Linked DNA regions of Anas platyrhynchos: region 1 is linked to region 2. A link is a contact called in public Hi-C data. All regions are on one chromosome and are shown on one strand. The core of a region is the stretch at or near the end of the contact, and the rest is flanking DNA. Distances in the headings are between cores, read along the strand shown.

Region 1 (7,352 bases), core at 4,158-6,657, 35 kb after region 2:
CCAGCTCACTGGTGCCTGAACTAAGAGCCAGCTGTGGTGGCAGGCAGTGTGTCCGCAGCCAGGACTGCCAGCCAGGCACTTCCCAGCAGGAACCTGGGGTTTTTCTCCCGCTGGCTCCTCAGCTCGCTGCAGGCAAGCCTGCCGAGACCCGCAGGGAGGCAGAGGGAGGGCGCAGGAGGCGAGGTGGGGATAACCCTGGGACACCTTCGTGGCCACAGACAGCTCTGTGGGGTCCCCGCTCCCTGCCCACTGGCTGTGGGGCAGGAGGCAGGGTGGCGGAAAGCTCCGTGCCGGCACAGCGCTTGGCCACCCACAGCCAAGGAGTGGGTGGCTGCGGGTCAGCCTTAGCAAGTGTCAGCAGGCCATGCGAAATAAAGGACTGGTTTTGACCCTAAAATGGTCTCAAAACCCTTTTGCTCACCAGCTCAGATAAACATTTGAGAGCCCCAGGCGGTGGATTCGTAGACATTTCCTCTCCCTGCTGCTTCCTTGTGCTGACGAGCACACCAAATTCTCCCGGTGCAAAGATTTATTGCTTCTTGATGGTGTTGTTACGTTCAATAGGGAAACGGATCCAGTGGGAGAGGCTTTCTGCAGGGAGGACCCATTCATGGATGTTCCTGTGCCGAGCTGACATCTGAGGATTTACTGCCCTGCGAAACAACTGGGCTCTCACCAGCAAGAATTATTACCAGCCTCCGAGCCAAACAGCCTGGCTGTGCCCAGGGAGGACCGAGCACGCCACCTCAGCAGGCCGCCCGTGCAGTGCCACTGTCCCCCTGGTGTCAGGCACTGTGTCATCCCAGCACGGAAAAATGTTCTCTTGAACCTCGTAGCGGGCAGCGTCACAGCTGGCTTGGTCTCCACGCCCCAGTGGGTTATGAGCTTTGCACCAGGGAACACGCACTCATTGCATGAGCAGCACGGAAAAGCGTTCCTGCCTTCCTCACCTTCACTCGCTTTCTGGGAAAATGAAACAAATCGACGTGGCTGTAGCATCACAGTGACAATTCCTTAGTCCCCAACCAGTCGGGGTAAAGCAAGAGCTTAATCAAACGCAGCCCTACTGCCAGGAGTGTTTTACGTAGCTCCTGGAACCAGCACCCCCCCACCCTGCCTCAGGCAGGAGGACACCCCTGGGGCAGATCCTCACCCCATGCTACAACCCGTACCTTGGTTAACCCTCACTAAGCAGTCCTCACCATACAGTCCAAGCTACGCTCCTGATTTTTAATATGTTTCTTTGTGCTCTGTTAGGCAAAGTCTGGACATTTTCTGCCAGTGAAATTCTCACTGCTGGAGGCACTGGAAACACTGATGTTGTTGACAACCCAATAGTCAGGTAGGTGAAGAGGCAGTATCCTTACAAGAGGTGTTTCTACACGCTTGCCAAAAAGACCACCTTCCCCTCGCCCCAAAACATACAGCAGTCGTGAGCTCTGCATCTGTCCACAGAAGAGAGCGAAGAAGAGAGACGTGTGTCTGAACAGCGCGGCCAGCGGGCAGGTTGTTGCTTCTTGGAAAATTTCAATCCCATCTCCAGATCTGACACAGCAGGAACCCAGCTTGTTTTCGCCAGTCTGAAATACCTATTTTTCCTCCTGCCTTCTTACAAAAAAGATACTGCTATTAGTCAAGTGTTTTCCACTAAGCTTATATAAAAAGTACCTTTTACAACCAGAAAGCCCCAAACAAGTTTCGAGTTCAAAAGTTTACCACTGCTCGGCTTAAGATTTCAGAAAGCTCTCGGAGCCGTCTTTCGGTTTCAGAGATTTATCACATGCTCGGTAGACCCAAACCTTAGTATGGCTTATCGATGCCTTTTAACTCGCATACCACGTTTTATCAAGACTACACCGGCCTGTTCACTGAGAAAAAGCACATTCTGACAGCAGCCAGGCCCAAAGCTGGCACACGTCCCGAAGGAAGATCCCACAGCGTCACCGTGCCAAAACGGGAATCTGCAAGGATGCTCTGATGTTGTCAGCTCCCTCACCCACATGAAGCACAAACCAAGCTTATGCTCAAGGAGTTTATAAGCACACTAAGGAACTTTGGGGGGAAAAAAGTCACCAGCAAGAATGCCAAGAGCCATCAGGCAGAGCACACCAGGACAAATGAACAAATGCAGGGTTATGAATGATTTGGGGCAACTGCTTCTTGTCAGCCCTACTGGGAACACCATTATGGTGTACATAATTCCTATTTTATTTCTGCTGGCTTCTGTGACACCCATAGGAGTTAAAACAGAGCTCTCTTGCAAAACCCTAGCCTCCTCGTTTGCTTTCAGTGCCTTAAGATCAAACGCCATCGATAACGTGGCTGTTTTAGGGAGCTCATTTATGCCTTTAGCCTCTGAACAGCGAGCCCAGAGCATGCACTGTTCCCCTTTGAACAGGCTCCAGCTAAGTTCAAGTGAAGAAGTGGTATTTCTGCCGTACCATTTGGGGCATTATTCTCAATATCACAGAGGAAGGCGGTTTGGTTTGGTTTTGTTTTGTCTTCTAGTTACCACAAGCACCAAAGGTCAACCCCAAAACTGAGGTTGGAGATAGCATTGACGAAAAGGAAATGAGGGTAGAGAAGTGGGAGCTCTCATTAGAATACAAGCAGGCAGCTCTCCAGCTGCTGGATAAGAAGTCCTGTCGGCTCTGCTAGGACAGGATCAGCAGCTTGTGCCCGTGCTGTTGGCTGCTGGCACAGCTCGTGCGTGCCATTCCCCGAAGCACCACACGCACACAGCCGCCCCTTCCCGCAGCTGCAGCCAAGTCCCGTCTAACTCACGGCACGCAGCACTTGACCTGTCTGCCAGGTGAACGTCAAGTGTTAGCAGGGCAGCCCAGAAATGCAGTCTCCTTAAGCAGTGCTTGAAATTTAGTACTTGCCTCCTCATACCGAACTCTCTTGCTGTCGCTTATTTTAGCATTAATGTTTGAAAATTGCTGCTTAAAAACATAAAGAGTTAAGCCCCGCAGCCTGAAGTTACGAGATCCAGCAACCCCATGACATTACATTTTTAGAAGCACTAAGGCATATTCAAAGCCAGACACCTGAGTTCTTTCAAATGTGCTTATTTATTTTCTTATTCTGAAGACTCTTTGGCCATCAACACAAAAGTAACTGTTCACTTCCATACGCTATTCATATCAACACTTAATTGTTCAGAATTTACCTGTTTTGAGAGAAGAAGCCATCATTTCTGCTGCTGAGAAGTGAGCACATTTTCCAGGAACAGCGTGCTTGTTGTATACACCAAGACGTTTCATATTCCCACAGGTGCTTGGGCTCTAGCTGAAGCCCAGGAAAGGCGACTGAAACTTCGTGCTGTTGAGTCATTTTTAATCTTCTTTCCCACAAAAGGATTCTTACAAGAATCCAGCTTTTTCCTCAGAGTGGAAACTTTCTTCTTTCTATGACTTCCTGTTCTAAAACCAGCTAGAGCTTCACTGCCTCAGCACCTCCACATCCTTGTCAAACTTTGCCAATGGGTTTTGGTGTTCAAAATGTGCCACTGAAAAGAACTGGGAACGATGCACCAGTTCAGACTTTATTCTGTAACAAAACAGGCTAAAAGCAGGAAGAGCTAGAGAAAACCTACTGCCTCAGCAGCACTACTACAAATCATCACATCCTGGTCTTGTAGAGGTCTCTGGAAATCTGATGGATTTAAGGAAGAAATCTTCTCAATGCGGACAGTGTGCAGTCCTCAGCGCCAGCCCCCCGACATACTCCCGAGTGCGGGCTTGTTTCTTTCTCTTGTGGGACAGGAACCCAGGCATGTGCTCAGGCTCTGTAAGGACTGCACAAGTTCCTGTAAGCCCCCAGTGGCTTAGCAGCGGTTAAGGAAAACTGGACATCTAGTTGCATGCTTTGGAGCACATGAAAGATGGAAAGGAAAGATGTAGCAGGAGTGTATTGTTAGCCAAGTACACTTGATGTTTAATGAACCAGAGAGGTTAGATGGCTCTGCAGAGCACACTCCTGTACACAACATCCTTCAGCATCCTCGTTTAGTCTGGGTCTGAATATTGTAGGCACCTGGCCTGGCCTGCTAAGTCAGAATTTTCTGCCATGGGGTAAACAGCTTCTTTGTTCCTGTAACAGCAGCCCTCCTGTAGGAGCACGTTAATCAGGAGCTCGCTTTCCACATGCGGCCCCTTCAAATGCACCAGCCAGGCAGAGCAGCGCTGCTGCTGGCCCTCCAGGGCAGGGCGATTTATCGTGAGACTCCATGGCTGCCATGTATTTTATTTTGGTTTGGTACTTCTGATCGAGTCCCATTGAGAGGTATCAATCTATAAAAACTTGTTATACTGCTACAGGAGAACCAGACACTACAACAGGCATTACAGCAAAACCACAACAACAAAAGTTAAGTTTATTCACCAGACCAGACCGCCTTCGAGCCACCACACATTCCACAGAGGAGAAGAAAAGACAAACCTTGCCTTAGCTTCTTCTTTCCCTCCTATCAATGCAAGATCTTTCCTCTTCTGGAGAGGAAGAGGACATAGGTGTTCTTAAAACATATGCAAACTGAGTAACACTGTTTAAATGTCCAAATCTTGTTTATCAGGGCGAGCTGCACATTTCAGAGCCTGCTGCCTTCAGTAAGCCCCAGACTCTGATAACATCACCTGCATTCCTCTGTAGATGAAGAGTTGTTAACTGACGACTTCTGCCACCAAACCCAAAAATTATTCCCATGTACACTTGGGCAAGTGCACCACAAGTTACGAATTCTGCCTTCCTGCTGATGCCTGCTTTCTTCTGCCTCACCCACCCAGCGTAACTGGCCTGACATCACAGCGGCTGCACACCCGACACTACAGAGGTCAGATGTTTAACAGCGATGGCAGCTGTGCCAACTATCAAGTGCATCTTCGTTCTGAGAGGCATCCTCCTGCAACGCCACAGCCAAGCGAGCTGCGCAGACAGCTGAGCAGCAAGTGCAGCACTTCCATCTCCCTCGCAAGCAGCAGAGCAGCACTTGGGTGCCTTCAATCACTGTTGCACGGGATTCAGTGAGGTAAGAGCTGGCAGGATGACGGCAAGCTGCAATTTAATTTCAAAGGAAGGAAACAGAGCTTTGAGTATTCATTGTAATAATGGTATCAGAGCACTTTTTTGGAGGGAGTGTGCACAGAACATTTCTGTCTCACGGGTCTTCTATCACACTGCTTCCTGTAAGATCTGCAAGTGCTGAAAGAGGAACACGGCCTCCTTGCAGACAGGAGGCAAGCGCTGCAAATCTCTTTGCAGTGGGCAATTCATTTGATAGCAAACACTTACGTTTCCAACAAGCTTTAGACAACATTCCTTATCGGAGACTCAAATCATTCCACTGATGTGAAATACTTTATTGAAACAAGCTTTTGGGAACCCAGCCTTACTCCAAGTCATACACTGGGAATTCACAGAATCGTGAGGCCAAACCACTGACAGAACGTAGCTGCTTTCAACCAGTACCTGCACAGTCATATGGCAGCAATGGTGGAAATGCAGGAAGAAAACAGAGTTTTAGTTCCCTTCTCTCTTTCTCCTCCATCATCTGTACTTGGACCTCTCTTTGTCTTTTGATTTCTTTGGACTTCTGCTTCTGTCTGCCTTTTTATCCCAGTCTCTTACTCGGACATCTTCTCTGTATTTGTCCTTATGCTTGCTGTAACTGGAGCCTCTTTCCTGGGATCGGCTGCGACTCCGATGCCTGTCTTTCTTCTCACTCTTTGTCTTCTCCCTGTAGCGCTCTCCTTCGTGCTTCCGATCAGAATCCTGTTAAAGGAATCGGATGCATACGCTGTTACAGACAGAAGAGGAAAACTGTAAAGGCATGAGGAGAACTAGGAAGAGTAGAGCATGGCTCCTCAGCTGCCTAAGGCTGGCACTGCCTGAAACAGATTCACATCTGTGATTATTTGAAAAGGGTAACACACCATAAATAAAACTAACTGCATCAAGATACATCTACAGAAAACTCTATGGGGTACAAGTCTATTTAAATGGCCTAAAAAAGGAGACCAAGAATGTATTGCATGTGGCGGTGGTGTCTGAGCACAGACACAAAACACTCTCTAAAAAACTGCTGCAAATCCAGGTAGGCAGAAATGAGGAAATATTGAATTTCCCTGGCTTTCTGCATAGCATCACAGAGGACCCTGCCTAGCAGGTTCAGAGCACAGGAGGGATTTGCTTGGGAGATAAATGTTATGTACCAAAGGAGTGTGGCTGTCAGCAGGACACCTCCTTTGCTCGCTGCCATAGGTGGATGGCACGAAACCACTGAGACAGCGTGTTAGTGAATGAAGGAAAGGTGGCTGAATTACTCACTGTGAAATGTGACACTGGTAGGTGATGACACCGTACATGCTAGAACGACCAGGTGGTAACACCAACACCCGGCCAGGCCAGAGCAGTTTCAGAAAGACAAGATCCTTTAGAAAGATGCCATTTCTCCTGTGAAGTCACTAAAAGTTTTTTTTTTAATAAACAGCCCTGATTTTTAACATATGAACTCCTGCTGGCATTTTTAAGCACAGCTAGGAACTATTTTGTTCTTACTATTCAATGAAGATATACAGGGAGACACAAAACACAGGAGGGGGCCTCAGATCCTGCAGGAAGGTGCAAATGCAACTTCCTACAGAGGAAGTGGTGGACACTTTTGAATTGAAAGCACGATCACAAGTTTAGTATCAACGTATGCTCTAGCAGGTTGACACCATTTTTAGTGGGGTTTTAATAACAACACCGGTAAACACAGATCTTTATGAACTATGGAAAAGGTCTGCATTAAATTATATACTATTTCTTAGTTTCAGATACGATTTTCATTTTTCTGAACTCTAAACTTTTCTAAATGCTCGTGGCAGTAACATTCACCAGTGTATGGCTAAAATCCAAACCACATTTATGATCACGCACATTTTATTTATTTTTTAATAGTGAAAACCCTATCAGTTACAATGAGCAACATGTACATAAACAACCATAGATTTGATCTTTATCTATGTAAATTAAAATTTCTGCTATTGCTGAGTGCAGCAATCTCACTGGTGGCCAAATATTATTCCACATCTTTACTGCTGAACTCTATTTCAGTACAGATTTTAAAATCTGAATCAACCAAAACGGAGTGTTGCTTTTTATATTTATAAACTATTTATAAGAGCTTTGTCCATTCATCTTCAGAATGAGGGACAGATTTCCCTACTTTAAAGAGCAACTATTTTACCAAATGTCTTACTAGTGAACCTGAAAGCCTTGGTCTCCATGTTTGGAAAAGAAGCCAGGTTCCAGGTCTCTCTGTGGCAGGGACTGAGTACACGCCAGAAGGTGGCCACCAGCAGTGGAAT
Region 2 (7,051 bases), core at 3,016-5,515:
CCTGCTGAAGCTGTGGAAGGTTTCATCTTTTTGATGTGCCTTTTTTTTCCTGCTGCTGCTGCTCAGGGAAGCTAACCAGCCAAATTAGTGCTTTGACCTTATTGGCACCTGAAAGGCGCTGTGGTGAATCAAACCTCGTGTTTCAGCCAGTCGTGTTTAAATGCTTGGTTTCAGAGGCAAATTTCTATCTTTTTTAAAACCTTGTTGTTGCTATTTCTAAATAATTTCCACAGTGCTATAGTCTGCGAAGCTGGTCCACACTTAGACTGTTTATTAATTTAATGGATGAACAGCTATGCAGAAGTTGAAGTGATCGTTGAGTTTATTTAATGAAATATTTCTTTCATTTGTGTAGAAAGTGCTTATTGCTTTGAGCAGTGTTATCTGCTCATTTGGTGATATTTAACAGTACACCAGTCTTTAATGAGCTAAACTCTTGTATAAATTCAATTGCATGTTCTGTTTACGTTCCTTATAGGTTTAAAAAGCTTTGGTTTAAATGCTGACATTGCTGTCTCTAAATCAGGCCTCCTTATGTTATTTGATGTATGAATAGGAAGCAGCGATAGAAATTAGAAGCTGAGCTAATGGTTCTGCACCCCAGTTCGGGGGTAAAGAGGTGGCATGCAGTCCAGCCTCTGTGATAAATATAACCGATGTTTACCAGCAGCATTGCTTGTAGCACTTTCTGTTTTGGTTTCGCTTATGTCTCTGCTATGAAAAGAACACTGGATTATGTTCTAATCCAAACAGTAATAAAAGTCAAGATCTGAGTTCTTACCTCACATATATCGTGCGCTTTCTGGAATTTCATTCATCCCATCTCCTTTACAGTGACTGAGCAGAACACAATGCAAGGAAAAATTTGGTGGTGGTTTCTGGTAGCCATTCGTGTAGATGTGCTGGGTTCTTGAAAAAGACTTTTACAGATTACAGCTAAATTTTGCACGGTCATCTATTACATAATATGACTCTCATTGTACTTGCTCATTGTCTGCAATTGATTTGTGCTGTTTCAAAAAATGTAATGTTTTATGGCAGAGACCTTCTTGCGAGGAGAATGGAAAAGCAATCTGTAGAAATGTTTGTCTCTATTTTCCCGAATACTAACTTTCATCTTTATCTGATGTTGTCATATGAAGGATAATAAAGTAGATAAAACGGGACTTTATGTATTGCAGCTTTACTGGTACACCAGAAGGCCAGGATGGAGCGACTTCAACGAGAACTTGAGATTCAAAAGAAAAAGTTGGATAAACTAAAATCAGAGGTCAATGAAATGGAGAATAATCTGACACGAAGGCGGCTGAAAAGATCGAATTCTGTTTCCCAAATTCCATCAGTAAGTTGAAACGTCTGTAGGCTATAAACCTAAACCACAAGCATGGTCTGTCATAATAAATTAAAGGAACAGTGGCTCATATATTGACAATACACTACTGATAGGCAGTACAGCTAGAACTGAGCTGGTGAACAGTGTAGTTTAGAAACTGAACGTGCATTATTTAGCCATCAGCCTTTTCAGTTCAACTGTTTTGTGAAATGTTGCTTTCAATGGCAGTCACAAAAGATTTCAGTCTACAACTGAATAGTTGTACTGCTTTTTGCACAGTATTTTTTTTGTTCTTCATGCATGTACCAATCTCAAAGAAACTGATAAAGCTGTTAGTGCCAGATCAGCCATTGATCTGATGGACCACGGGCTCTGTTCTAACAACAATCAGGAGTTGTACAGTCAGCTCTGAAGTCTGATAAGTGTTCAGTGGGTCTGAAAGCTTTTTGTAGGGTTATGATTGGACTGGAACAAAGATCATCGCAAGGGGAGGTTCTCTTATCTTCACTTCTAAAATAACTAAATGCTATCTACTGATTTGTGAATGATAACTGATGATAAAATGGGAAAACTTAGTCTAACAGGCAGATTTATTTTTTCAGCTGGAAGAAATGCAACAGTTAAGAAGTTGTAACAGACAGCTGCAGATAGACATAGATTGCCTAACCAAAGAGATTGATCTTTTTCAAGCAAGAGGTACAGTATGCTCTTAGTACATCAGCAACTGTAGATGTTGATTTTATGTTCTCCTTTCACTGTCTGCATGTATCAAAAGAGGGTGTTATAAATTATGGGTGTACATACTGTTCGCAAAATCATCACATTTGTTTGAATGGAACCATGAAAGTAACTGTTTCAAGCCTTTTGTTTTTGTTGGCTTTATGACTCTTCTTAATCCCATGGTCATTCGTATCTCATACTTGGCTCAGAAGGGAGACTTGCAATACCGTTTATATAATAAATGCTGGAAAAAAATCTCTTTGGTCACTTGAATATCAGCAGAGAGGGGGAAGAAGTTTTTCTAAATAATGTAGCCATACATACATGTTCTTCTTTCCCATCTTCTGTTTCTGTCTTGTATTCAGCATCTCTAGTTGGCAACCAATGTACTGTTGTAACTCTGTGTTCTTCTCTTTCAAATTTCAGATTCTGTATCTGTGTTACAGCAAATTGGAGTTAGGAGTTCCTCTAAGTATTGAATCCAAACCTGTATTATATACTACATAGTAGATCATACAGTTACAATTAAAAAAGTCTCAGCTGAACTAATAAAATACTCTTAAATATTTAAGAGTGGGGAAGAAAGTCATATTTAAGGAGCTTGGTCAGTCAGCAAAGAGCTGGGCAGTAGAAGTCAGGACTCCTGGATTTTGTTTCTGACTTCATTTTATATCGCGTATTTTAGGCATTAAGTTTCTCTGTGTATTCTTGACACCACTAATATCTCATTCTGGTTTGCACTGACACCTTTATGTAAAAGATAAGTGAATCATAGTACTGTCTCTTGGAATTACTGAAACAAGTTGATGTGCTTTCCTATCTGATTTTATTTTTAAAACTATTGCACATTCTTTTCTTTTTTTCATTTGTAGGACCACATTTTAATCCCAGTGCTATTCATAATTTTTATGATAATATTGGATTTCTTGGTCCGGTGCCACCAAAACCCAAAGGTACTGTATTGGTAAAATTTGGATATAATGCTAAATATCTGGTTTGCATCTAATATTAATTTTTTTCCTGTGATTCTAACTTAAATGTTGATTGTGAAATAGATTACTTCTGCAAGAGCATACAAATCCACCTGCCTATCATAGAAGGAAATTAACTTTAGCTTTCTGTTACTAGTTAGCATTTGCATTGACTCACAAATTTAAATGTCTAATCATTTGGTACTAGCCCTCTTGAAAACGCAAAGCTAACTCTAACTGGTTTATAAGACTCTAACGACCCTTCTGTCCTTTCCTTCTTTTCTTAATAAAATCCTAATAAAATTCTTAATAAAGTCATCAGTACTGCATCTTCATCCTTCATAAAATTTAATTTTCATTTTATCTTAAGTTTCACTTTAAGTATGATGCAGACTTAGACCAGAGTTATCACTCTCCACAGAAGAATGAAAAATAATTCTTTTTGCCATTGTGATCTGCATAGCATTGTACTTCTTGAGGGAGGCTCTGTCATCTTGAAGAAATTGCAACTGGGTGATTGCTAATGAGGTGTTCTCCAGTTGAAATAATTGGCTAAAAGTCTTTGCAATTGCATAAACAAGGAACCCTTAACTTCAGGAATTACTCTCCTCTCTTTTCGTCTTTTTCATCTCTTCACTTTTAATGTTTTCTCTTCTAAAATAGCTTAAGGTTGTTGCCTAACATGCTATGGAAAAAGATGCACTTTTATGCTTGGGAGGATTGCTGTACAGCATGACAGAGCTGGGCTTTGGTTTTTCTTTAGTGCATCTGGTTATCAGGTTTGGGGAAGAACTCTCAATATCCATTCTAGGGCTAACATGTTAAATACATTTTTCATATTTTCATAATTTTTTGCAAAGCACTTATTTTGTAGCATAAAAAATAATTTAGATTTCTCCATAGTCTTCACACTTTGAAATTTTTTGCATGCTTCCTATGCTGATTAACTTGTAAATTTCATTGCATTTTCCTGCAACAGCTCTGAGCTGAAACCAGAAAGGAAGAAAGCAGAGTGAAGGGATGGGAAACTTGCTTTTTGTAGTTTCGTGTTGTGCCATTTGGCTGACTTACAATGAAGCTGTAGTCAAGGGGGTGGTAAAAAGCTGCCTCTGTCACTAGTAATAACTGTGCAGTTCTCAGAGGAACAAGATAGTTCTCAGTTTCTGAAAAAAAAAATGCTCTAAAAATTCTTTCCATGCTGTTCTTGGTTAGTAACTGCTTATCTTATCTCTTTCATGTCACAGATCAGAGGTCCATTGTGAAAACACCAAAGATTGTTCCAGACACGGATGAAGATGAGGGAGCTCAGTGGAGTTGTACTGCCTGTACTTTTTTAAATCACCCGGCCTTAAATCGTTGTGAACAGTGTGAAATGCCCAGGCATTTCTGAGCCAACAGGCCCGATATCTTTTGTAGAACCACAGCAAACGTACAAGGAACTATCCAGTCATTGGGGGGGCAAAAAAAAGCATATATGTGTAGGATTTTGTAAAATTGAAGGTGTGACGAGATGGTGTTTTGCTAATGTTAAATGTCAGCCCACAGAGTTAGTAATACCTCAGTGTTGTGTCACAGGCAGTTGAAACTCATCGGCTGAAAGGTAATCTGCTGAAAGACTCGGTTGCCAGCTGCCTAAACCATGTGCAGTATTACCAGTATCCCGGTAACACGTGCCGTGTTCAGTGCTTGGGTGTTGCCCATCCTCTTCTCTGCCCCGATGTCACTACTGAATTTTGACAGGGGAAAGGAACAGAGTGCTAGCGTTTTTTGTTTTCGGAGCTTTCAATGAAACACTACATGCACAGAGGAGATCTAAAAGGAACAAGGTTTAACTATTTAAACTGTTTGCTGCCACACAGTGCCTTTGAGAAAGGGAGGAATTTCACAAATCAGTGGTACTCTTTGCCTTATCTTCCCTGAAAACATCTCTGTGAAGCCAGAAATCAGTACAATCACGTCTAAAGATGAAAAGGAAAAACTGCATGCGTTGTCTGTACAATACACACAGTGAAATACCCCAAAGCTTTTCCTACTGTACATAGCTCTAGAGCCTGCTTTAAGTGATTTCTTTTCTTCACCTTTATTATTTTCTTGTACTTCTGTATGTATAGTGTAATAGTCTTTTTGTTAACTTTTTTTCCCTTTAAGTGATTAAGCACGATCATGTCCCTTTTTTTAAGCTTTTATCTGAGAGAAGCAATGCCTTAAAATAAGAGCATTAATAAGAAACTATGCACAAAATAGCTTTCCTCTGCTCGTTCTGTACATTGCTCTTGTAAATGCTGATGATCTGTGAAGACCTGCAGATGCAGCGTGGTAAAAATGCAGGAAAAGTTGGAAGAGTTATGCATATAGTTCACTCTGTACACTGAGTTTTACGGTGGGTGACACGAGGTAGCATTTTGTCTGGCATGAGGGAACTTCTTAAACTAAGAAACTTTCAACCCACCAACAGATCAGCATCCGAGTTAAGCTTGCTTCATCTGCTGGGTATCTTGCAGACTCCTGAAGAGAGATTCGTTGGGGAAGTACACACAGTGCCAAAATCAACAGCAGCAGCATCATACAGCTTTGTTCAAGAACTTTAAATGCTTTCCTGTTTTGGCAGCCAGTTTCTAAGCCTGACTTTGGTGAAGTCTCATATTTATAGAAAACAAGGATAGCAATATTTAGGACAACTGAAATAAAGGCTGGAAAAGAGAAATCAAACAGACTTGAACACTGAAGCAACCTCAAGCATCTCTTTATGTTGATGATCTATTTTTTTAAGGAAAATATTCACATGATCAGGAATGTATGTAACAGATCAAGGAAATGGAATTGCAGTACAGTGTGTATGAAAGACAGCACACAGGATCATGTAGCAGCACTTAGAGGCTGGAGGGAGTGCTAACAATGTAGCAAGAGACAAAGTAGACTGTCACCCACTGTAAACATTTGCCAGTGGACACTCATTAGGAATTTTACAAGTGATCTATGTGAATGCACAAAGGCCTTTGTTTTGAAGGCTTTGCATTTTTTTATGTGGGAAGAAAATGCCAATCCCAGGTAATTAGGCAGTAGACCCAAAGCACTTGCATTCAATGCATTTTGTTCATAAAATGAGGCCTTGTTTTTCAGCTTCATCTGCAGTTCTATGTGAAGATTGACAAATCAGTTTTTACCTGTTTATTAATAAAACCTAATTTGGATATCTTGAGTTGATGGTTTTGTGATTTAGCTGGGTAAACTGTCTTTGTAACAGATAAGTTATTTATAAAAATTAAAAAAAAAAAAATTATATTCTAATGTTTGTTTTTGTGATTTGTTTACTTATTCCATGCTGTGGAGTAACAGAATAGTCAACAGAGCAATAAGTATTAACAGTATTAAAAACAAGCTGATTTCTTATGACCACAGGTTTTATGTAAGCCTTTGATTTGTCAGATCCTGTATCTTGACTCCCATGTATTGTCCATTTTAATGGGGGGCAGGAGGGATAATCCGTGCGCTTAAGGGTATATGACTTTTAAAATATTTTTCTAAATCAGAATGAACAACCACTTTGTCCAAGGTAATATATGAAATACTTTGTGTATTAAGGATTGATATGCTTAAGCTGTATTTTGTTGCAAAGTGTATTATAATAGATGTGGATGTGGAGTGTTCCTGGACATGTCTTTCCCACTTGGACCTTGTCTGGACAGATACATGGTGTATGGTACATGGGCTTTCCTGAGACAGTGATGCTGTGCCAAAAACATTCCTTAACATAAATTGATCAGCTGGCTTGCCTCGATCCACCGTGTGTAAAATAATGCTTGGAGCGAGGAGAGCAATAATTCAAATGAATGAACAAAAGTCAAAACTAATCTCCGCTGCGGGTGGAAAAAGCATGTTGGGAAATAGGTGAAAAGGAATTCTGCTCATCCTACTAAATGCTTAACTGATTATTTCTCTGCACTTATCTTACTGCTTATTTTCTGGGAGGAAAATAAAAAGTCTGTTTACATTGGAACTCCAGCTAGCTCTGCTAGCCATCGGCACA

What was found. Hi-C and Micro-C count contacts between places; a contact is called where the count stands out from the background.
Region 1: a contact with region 2 is called in a Hi-C map of liver, with 2.7 times the contacts expected there. The contact joins two enhancer-like sites. A contact is called at or near these places in 3 of 8 Hi-C or Micro-C datasets (liver, skeletal muscle and subcutaneous adipose tissue).

The regions. Positions count from the first base shown.
Region 1 is chr3:53,258,759-53,266,110 of IASCAAS_PekinDuck_T2T, forward strand. PPIL4 (peptidylprolyl isomerase like 4) reads right to left here. Exons shown (of 13, transcript XM_038175853.2): 13 at 5,337-5,772. The coding sequence ends at 5,548. ZC3H12D (zinc finger CCCH-type containing 12D) reads right to left here and starts at 620. Exons shown (of 6, transcript XM_038175852.2): 1 at 422-620. Within about 2 kb of position 5,408, at least 1 of the 8 cell types and tissues checked has an H3K27ac peak or open chromatin away from gene starts, as enhancers often do.
Region 2 is chr3:53,224,551-53,231,601 of IASCAAS_PekinDuck_T2T, forward strand. It overlaps TAB2 (TGF-beta activated kinase 1 (MAP3K7) binding protein 2), which reads left to right. Exons shown (of 8, transcript XM_005008887.6): 5 at 1,182-1,342; 6 at 1,936-2,029; 7 at 2,926-3,006; 8 at 4,269-6,306. The coding sequence ends at 4,414. Among named protein-coding and RNA genes, the nearest start is that of ZC3H12D, 31 kb to the right of the region's middle. Within about 2 kb of position 4,266, at least 2 of the 8 cell types and tissues checked have an H3K27ac peak or open chromatin away from gene starts, as enhancers often do.